Linked DNA regions of Anser cygnoides: region 2 is linked to region 1. The links are chromatin contacts, called in public Hi-C maps. All regions are on one chromosome and are shown on one strand. Each heading gives the region's core, a stretch centred on a gene start, on an enhancer-like site or on the middle of the called end of the contact. The rest is flanking DNA. Distances are from core to core; before and after follow the strand shown.

Evidence for each region. A called contact is a pair of places that touch in the nucleus more often than the background predicts.
Region 2: a contact with region 1 is called in a Hi-C map of liver, with 5 times the contacts expected there. The contact joins two enhancer-like sites. A contact is called at or near these places in 2 of 7 Hi-C or Micro-C datasets (both in liver).

Annotation. Positions count from the first base shown.
Region 1 is chr9:4,083,043-4,087,119 of Taihu_goose_T2T_genome, forward strand. It overlaps LOC106036254 (a long non-coding RNA gene), which reads left to right. Exons shown (of 16, transcript XR_010833503.1): 5 at 4,021-4,077. Among named protein-coding and RNA genes, the nearest start is that of IRS1, 110 kb to the left of the region's middle. Within about 2 kb of position 2,404, at least 2 of the 3 cell types and tissues checked have open chromatin away from gene starts, as enhancers often do. A contact at or near this core is called in liver, where this site is marked.
Region 2 is chr9:4,319,744-4,323,820 of Taihu_goose_T2T_genome, forward strand. No RefSeq gene overlaps it. Among named protein-coding and RNA genes, the nearest start is that of NYAP2, 230 kb to the right of the region's middle. Within about 2 kb of position 2,423, at least 1 of the 3 cell types and tissues checked has open chromatin away from gene starts, as enhancers often do. A contact at or near this core is called in liver, where this site is marked.

The sequences.
Region 1 (4,077 bases), core at 1,154-3,653:
ATAAGATATATGTCGTATGGCCTCTCCAAAGCTCTGTTTCACAGGCTGGATGGGATTCCAAGCTTTCAGACAGATAAATCATGTGTATGGCTCCTGGGAGATTCAGATGTTAAACTGATCCTATCCTGATGATAAAGCTCTGTTAAGTATCCCTTAAAGATTTTAAAATGTAGGCCTCAGTCCTACGGTATAAGGCACATTGATTCACTGTCTTCAGCTAAGGGTTGACTTGAAAACAGGTGGCCTCTAGCACATAACACATTGCAAGATTGAACAAGTTCTCCCTTATTGTGTTTTCTGTGAAACTTCTACCTGAGAGTAGGGAAAAATGGTGTTACAGCCATATGGATACTGTTCTCAATGGCATAAAAATCCTAGCAGTCCATGGAAATTGAATCTGACTGGTACTTTTTTTTCTGACTGAACAGATCTAGTTATCATGTACCATTATTATTTATTTCTGCTGCAGTTGTGAGTGGGACTTTGGAAACATAAGCAATAATGTCAAAGCCACAGAGTATGTCTGAAATTGGAATGCTATTTTGGTCCTGTGGCTTTTAGTTTGTAACACAGATCTTCACTCTATAAAAAATCCAGGTAGAGTACGCTTCTGGCTTCACACATCTCTTTTGGACTCATTCCTTGCAAGCTGAACTGCACTAATAGAAGCCCCTTCCACTGAAATCTCTTTGTAGGATTAGGACTGTAAGCAAGCTGTGACAGAAATGCCAGCTGTGACATAGGATTGCATGTCAGCACTGTGGGAAGATGGCGAATGATCCTAGATCCTGTGCGGCACTTCTCACTGATAGACTTTGAGGACTTGAGTGTCATTTTACGTGGAGAGGCAGTGATACCCCGAGGTTACCCAGCAGATAAGCGACACAGCTGGGAATGAAGTCCAGGTGTCCTGAGCCCCAGTCCACTGCTCCATCCATCCTGCCTCCAAAGCAGCAATGTTTGCAAAAGAGCTGTAGGAAATGCCTGGTTTGCCTGTGTTTCACCCCAGGAATGGAATGCTGGGTCAGCAGTATTTATTTTCTTATCTTGATCCCCCTAATTTTTACTTTTTAAAGAGCTCTCTCTCTGCCCGGGCCTCTTGCAAACTCAAAACATGTTGCTAGTAGAGCCTGGAAAATTACTTGGAAGTTATTAACACTTGTAAAATGGTGATTCTCAAATTTGCCTGGGGAGCTTGGAAGATGATGGTGGGAGGAACTGACCTCCTGGCACCATGTCAGCTGTGGTCCTTTGTGCCACTCCAGTCCCACCGCTGGCTGGTTTGGAGAGTAAAGCATGGCTGGTCCTGCCTCAGCCCTGTGCCAGGTTTCACCCTGGTGCCCTTGCTCTGAAGTTAATGGGTTTAGTGATACGGACTTGCTGCATGTTTTTTGCTCTACAGCTACACAGATTGCTGCACATAAAAGCCCCACCACCCATTGCTACAAATCTATTAAACATCTCCAGTTAAGCATACAGCCTCCTGCTACATTCAGCAGCTGAGCATGTAAATTCCTGTGACCAAATAGCTGTACAGTTAACTGCTTTCACATGTGCTCCCACCATGGCCATCTTGAAAGGCAAAATCTCGGTCCAGCTTTGCCCTACGGGCAGCCAGCCAGTGACCGGGGCACGACTGTGCTGCGGGCCAGAAGGAGCACCCTGGGTCTTGCTCTTCACAGGGCAGGTCCCCGGGAGCTGGGCTGAGGGCAGTGCAGGCGATGGTGTGACTTCTGGCTCGCCCTCGCCCTCCTCTCCCCCTGGCACTAGGAGCCTGTGGGTGCTGTGGGGGGCCAGGCTGGCTGCCAGGCTTTGCTTTGACCTGACCCTCCCTGTTAAGGGGTTCATGGTGGCTCCCTAGGCCTTGGCCTGGACACAGCTCAATGTGCCTGGGTGTGCTCCCTCCTGCCCCACTCTCAGCCCCACTGCACTTTGTGGAAGGGGAAACCACTTTCATTTTTCTGCCTCCCAGGCTGCGGAGAGGCTTTTGCTCCGAATGAACCAATACACATCCCAGCACAAAGCACTGCCGCAGCTCTGAGGGCCTCAGGGCTTTCCTGGCTGCCCCTGCCCTGGCTGGTTACCACAGCCCTGCTGCCACAGGGCTCACTGCGTGGGGCTGGACCCCGCGTGCCCACTGCCACAGCCCTCGCTGCTGGGCCCCGCAATGTGGAGGAGCAGTAGGGCCCAGCGGTGGGGTGGTGGGTGCCCGGGCAGCCCAGGAGCACCGGTAGCAGTGCTGGAGGTAGCCAGCCACGTTAGAAACAAAAGGGCTGTGTCCCCCTAGTCTGGAAGCAGGGGCCAGAGAGCCCTCTGAAAGGCAGCGGTTAATTTGAAACACAGGCGAAAATAGCGGCAGCGCTGGGAGTGTGTTTGCCTTGGCTGCTCCGAGCCCCGCGCCGTGGCACTGAGCAGGCCCCTGGCTGCCGGCCAGGCTGTAATATTTCCTTTTGCTGTTGTTCATAAAGGCATTCAGGAAAACAATTAAATGCAACGAGGGCTTCCCGTTCCGGCGGCGTGCGAGCCTCCAGCGAGTGCACACCCAGGCTGTGGAGAGCCTGCCTGGCCCAGGTGGCCGTGGGGCCCGGGGCCACGCTTGGCCCCATGGCGGGCTGGCTGCCCCTGGGGGAGCTGCCTTTTGAAAGTTGTTTCTCCCACCCCTCAAGGCACAACGGGATTTCTCCCGGCAAACAAAAGGAAATGTCACAGCCATATTTTGGTCAGGGGGTTATGGGTATGCAATTTAAGAGGATTTATTGCTGCTTGAGCTGTGGCTTTTTAAAGGCCCCGATAGCCTGGGCCTCGGCTGCAGCACTGTGAAGATGACAGGAGGAATACATTGTACCACTACAGGGCGCCTTCATAGCTGGCTTTATCTGAGAGGCAGAGCTGAGTGGGTTGGTTTAAAATAAAAAAGACGCTCACCTCACACTATTAGTTATATGGCTATAAAGTCTGCAAAAAGCAGATCTTGGGCTACCCAAGATGTCAGCTATGCAAAGGAAATCACATGGAACATAAATAAGGACAGAAATGTTCAAATTACATTACCTGGGGCACGGCAGCAATAAATGTGCATGCAAGGGAAGTTTGGCAAGCCTCTCCTTCTTTGTACATGTGCAACTGCACCAATTTTAACAGAGCCAGCCAGGTGTTGGGAATGCCCCTTCATAGCTATGGGAAACTCTGAGGCTGCCTGAGACCTTGTAGAATCCTGGCTCCTAGTATTCAGCATTTTTGAAGTGCTAAAACACCACTACTTAAGGACAGCAGCTTGATGTCCTTACATGAATTGGGACAACTCTATGAAGGCCATGTTTATGCTCATTAATAGCCCTGATTCACTGCTGGAGGGTAGTCCTTGTTGTAGCTGTGACAGGACAAATCTCAGTGTACAGAAAGCACCTGGCTGGCCTTGTGCTGACTGAGTTAATGGAAAGTGAGGTCAGCAAATCCTGGACTGATGACAGGATCTAAGAGTCTGATGTTTCACATCTGGGATGGCCAACTGGTGGTCCAGGAATTGAACCAGGCCGCAGGGTGTTTTTGTTTCTGTCTTTTGGGAACACTGGCCAGTTCACATGAATGCTTCTGGGGGTACAGGAGGGAATGTGTCATTTTCTATCTCTTCTTAAAGACGGGCAGGCTGGGAGCATTGTATTTTTCATCCAGTGCAGTGTAGCCCAAATGTGTCCTCTGGTGTTCCTGCCTATGGACTCTCCAGCTGGACAAGGGAGTGCTTCTCTGTGCACAAGTCAGCCATCCATGTTTTAGATGACACAAGAGGAAGATTGTCTGCAACCATAACAGCCCTGGCTCTGTCAGCTAAGGCACTGGCCACTGAAGCTGTAGCTAATTAAGCTAAGGCAGAAGGAGATAATCAGTGGTAGGAGGGAGAGGATTAGAGGTCTTTGTGATCACTTGTGTGAAATTTGTTCAACCAGCAGCTAAACTTTTTGGTGTCACTACTCTACAGAGCATTTTTTTATTACAGTGACCTTACATTTATGTCTTTTCCAGGTCATTTAGGCCTTGTGTAGACCTGTGCCTTTAAAACAAACAAACTTCAAAAGGAAA
Region 2 (4,077 bases), core at 1,173-3,672, 240 kb after region 1:
TGCCTGTAGAGATGAGGGTAGGTAAGTTTGCCATAGGAAGGATCCACCTCTGTATGGTGAACAATTCCTCATCCGTCTCCCGGTTTTCCATTGCTTGATCTCACAACCTGTCCAACATCTTAGATGCCTTGACATCTACCAAAGAGTTCATTAGAACAAAAACAGTTTGATCTTTGAAAAAAAAGAGTAGCAGATGGCAGCTTTGCTAGGGATGAGTGTTTCTTGAGTACTCCTGGGTACTCCAGGAGGGCAAGTCTTGGAATACACTTCTTCCCTTGAGAGCTCAGCCTCCTTCTCCAGCAGCCATTGGTGGTGGTGGTCTTGCAGCTAATGATGGAGAACAACATGGAGGCATCTTCCCTGGTAGAGCTCTCCCTGGATCAGATCACATCTGGTGTCAGAGCCAACCACCATGGACTTAGGTTTCCGTCTAAAAACTCTACATTTTATCTGCTTATTAATAGACAACAAAACCTTAACCCTCAGCATGTTTGTTGTTTTTTTTTTCCCTTCATTCCCAGTACAGATTAAAACAGGCTTTTAATGTTCCTAAAATGCAGGCTGTCTCACCAGGCCCTCCATCCCTGGAGGATGAGCTGTCTTTGGGAGATCACCTGCCTTTCAGCTTGAGTTAGTCCCTGCCCTGGCTGTGCAGGGCAGGCAGCTTGGAGGCAGCGCTAATCAGCCAAACAGCAGCTGAGAGCAGGGGGCAGCTTGGCAAGCGGTGTGTGGCCAACAAGACGGGATTGAAGGGAGAGGAGGAAGGGCCTGTGGCTCTGTGTAGCAGTGCAGATAACATATGCACAGAGCCAGCCCTGGATGGCACAAAAGGTCTGGAGTAAGACAGTTTTTAGATCTTTTATTGCAGCCAATATTCTGTAATATTTCCACACCAGACAAATCTTGTTTTCCAACAGCTCTTTTCGAAAGAAACCCTATCCTGATCATCCTATATCAGGCACAAGATGATGGCAAGATGATGGCCTCAAAGCAGGATGAGCATCAACACAAACTATCTTCACCCTAACCTTGACACTGTGAAAAACCATTAGTGTTGGGAGTGACACAGCAAAGGACATGAGAAATCCTAAGGTTCAACGTACTTGGTTAGCATCTCTTGGGAGTGAGGATCTACAAGTACTACTGCCTTTCCATCTGCCTTCAGGCACATAAGAGTGCAAAGACTTAAGTAAAATTTTTGGTATTCTTGTAGACATGAGAAGAGAGCTGTACACTCAAATCATCATGAAGAAATTCACACTTGCTTATGCCATACTTGTAGTTGATAAGACTGCTCAGAGATGATACCTTTTCTTTCTTAAGAGTTTGCTTGCATAAAACTAATTCTAAGTTCAGATTGTACCTTGGGAAGGTGGTGCAAAGTAGCAGATTTTTTCTATTTCGTTGATATTTCTTTTATTTGGACAATGCTGAAAACATGCTAGATGTTAGTTGTACACGCATGCCCAGGTTAAAAACAACATCAACAACACTAAACAACTTTAAAAAAAAAGGAAGTATATTGAATCATTTACAGAGAACAGGTTGGTGCAGACTTTCTGATGGGGTAATCACATGGGGAGAAAGGATTAATATCTCTGCATTATTAAGCTTTGGTGTGCTTGTCATAACCTTCTACCAGCTTTTGCATTTGCTGACTAAAACCTGGCTACCAGATGGCATTATTTGGCTTTGCCTATGCTTCTGAGACACCCTAGCATCATCCTGTATTGTATCCAGAACCCCTTGGTGTGTTGTTATACAGTAAGAAGAGCAAGTCTGGCACCTTTCATTAGCAAACCATGCAATAAATAGCACGAGATCCACAGGAACAAGCTGATGCTGGTTAGATGCTCATTTAAGTCTAGCATTTTTCTGACCAATCTTCTCTGGATTTTTATTTATACAATAATTTCATATGTCTATTTTAGTTTCTGATTATTTTTTTCTTTTTACCTTCCTGCACCAGGAAAAGCAGGCATAAAAGCTTCAATCATCTAATTTCTCTCCCATTAGTTTTCTGTTTTTGTAATTCTAATGCCAGTATTGATTGAAGTTAACCCCTAAATTTGCTGGTATAAATTGAAAGTAAATTGGCCCTGATATTTTTCCCATCGTCTTCCAGGTATTTATTTCCTGCAATGTTTTTTGGTCCTCTGCCTCGCCCCAGTGATACCTGTCAATATTTTTTGGCTTTTTCCACACATTATACAAAACCATTCAGCAAAACTCATTTTTGAAAACAGAATTTTCCTCTTATTAAGACTTTGTGGAGCAAATCATGAGGTTGAGAAGTCGTGGTATTTCATAATCAGTTAAGCAATCATCCTCGCATACTACTGATAGCTACATTTTGGTTCTATTTATATTCTTCCTATATTCTCTATTCTGCTAAGTCTGAGGCAACCCTTTATAGCACTGACTGCTGTGGTGAGCTCTGCCTTCCATCTCCCAGCTAGCCAAAGTACCCATGGCAGTCTACACAGTTGTTTTTAGCAGTTCTGGGCAACGATCACATCTATGAAAAGTTCAAGAATATCTTTTAAAACTGGAGGCTAGCAAGCCCTTAGCCATGAGGTTTCATTAGTGAAGACTGGAATAAAAATCTGTAGGCACAAAAAGTTTAGCCCTTCAGCCTCAATTCTGTTGAGGAAACCACTACAGGGCCTGCAAGGTGTCTGACTCAGTGCAAAAGTGCCTGAAGGACACCTTTGGACCTGGTGTTCTCCACGGGCTCAGACCAGGCAATGAACCCTGAGCTGCTCCTGGCTGCGGCCCTGCTGCCGGGCCCTGGGCTGCTGCCTCTCCAGCTCTTCTCACAGAGCTCACTCCTTTGGAGCCAGACCAGGACTTCTGCAAATATTGGCTGTGCTGACAAAGTGTGTGCATGGGGCACGGGCTCTGCATTAGGAAAATCCCTCAGCAGGATCTGTTTAAGTTTATTTCATGACTGCTTGTTATTACCTAATATTAAAGGTGTAAAAAGAAAATGAACGGTCGTTTGCCTGTGTATGTGAGGGAAAACCTTGACATCTTGCTGCCATGGGTTGTGTTGCCTCTTGCAGTAAACCTCTTCAGACAGGGTTTGGTGCAAACTACAGAGCCTGTGCACTTCCACACACATTTGCCTCCAAGCTCAATTCTGCTTTCTGTAGCTAAAGCTCAAGGTCCTGGTTACAAAATTTTGAGGCTCCACAGTTGGCAGTTCCAGGGAACTGCCATTTGGCAGCTCCTCCCAGTAATGTCTTTTGCTCTGTCAGGCTTGCAAGGTCCTACAGTTAAAATGCACACAGCCATCCGAAGATGAGGCAGGGAACACAGTGAGTATCTATTCAGGCACTGTATTTTCATAAAGCAATTTTTTGCTTGTTTAGGTAAATAATGTATCTAAGCAGAATAAATCTGCAGTTCTACATATGAAGCCATATTTGTCACCTACTTTTGAATTCTTCTAGTGATATTAGAGAAATCCAGCCACATGAAGAGTAGGAATAAACTTCATCGACTGGGTCACATGTTCTCAGTATCTCTGTAGGACTGGGTCCTGCTACAAAGACATAGTCTGTGCCTGAACGTTTGCCTTTTTTCTGTCTTTATAGACCAAGGTGGAGCACAGGACAAAGGTAAATACAATCCTGAAATATACCACAGGACGGAGCCATTTCTTGTGAGGAGGAGACACAGATGTTGCCTTCTTTCTCTGTCAACAGCTAATTCAGTGCTGCCTTCTTTCTTTCTTCCCAGTGAATGTATAATAAATTATCCATCTGTTGCACTTCCTAGGTAATTTAGATCAACTTCATACTGACATAATGTAGGAATAGCCCAATGATAAATAAGAAAAATCTCAGATATGTGTTGATGCATGAGAGGCTTCCTGCAGCTTTCATTTGTTATTTTCTTTGCAAGTCTGCAGTTACAGCATCAACAGCTGCAGGTAGATTTGCTTCATCTCTTGTCCTGCTTGCAGGGCAGTGTTTTAGGCAGCAACAGAGCCTGGTGGGAAGCTGAAAACCCTAGCTGAAACCAACAGACACATTTGCTGCTGCTGAAGAACCTGTGCTAGAGAAATGGCTC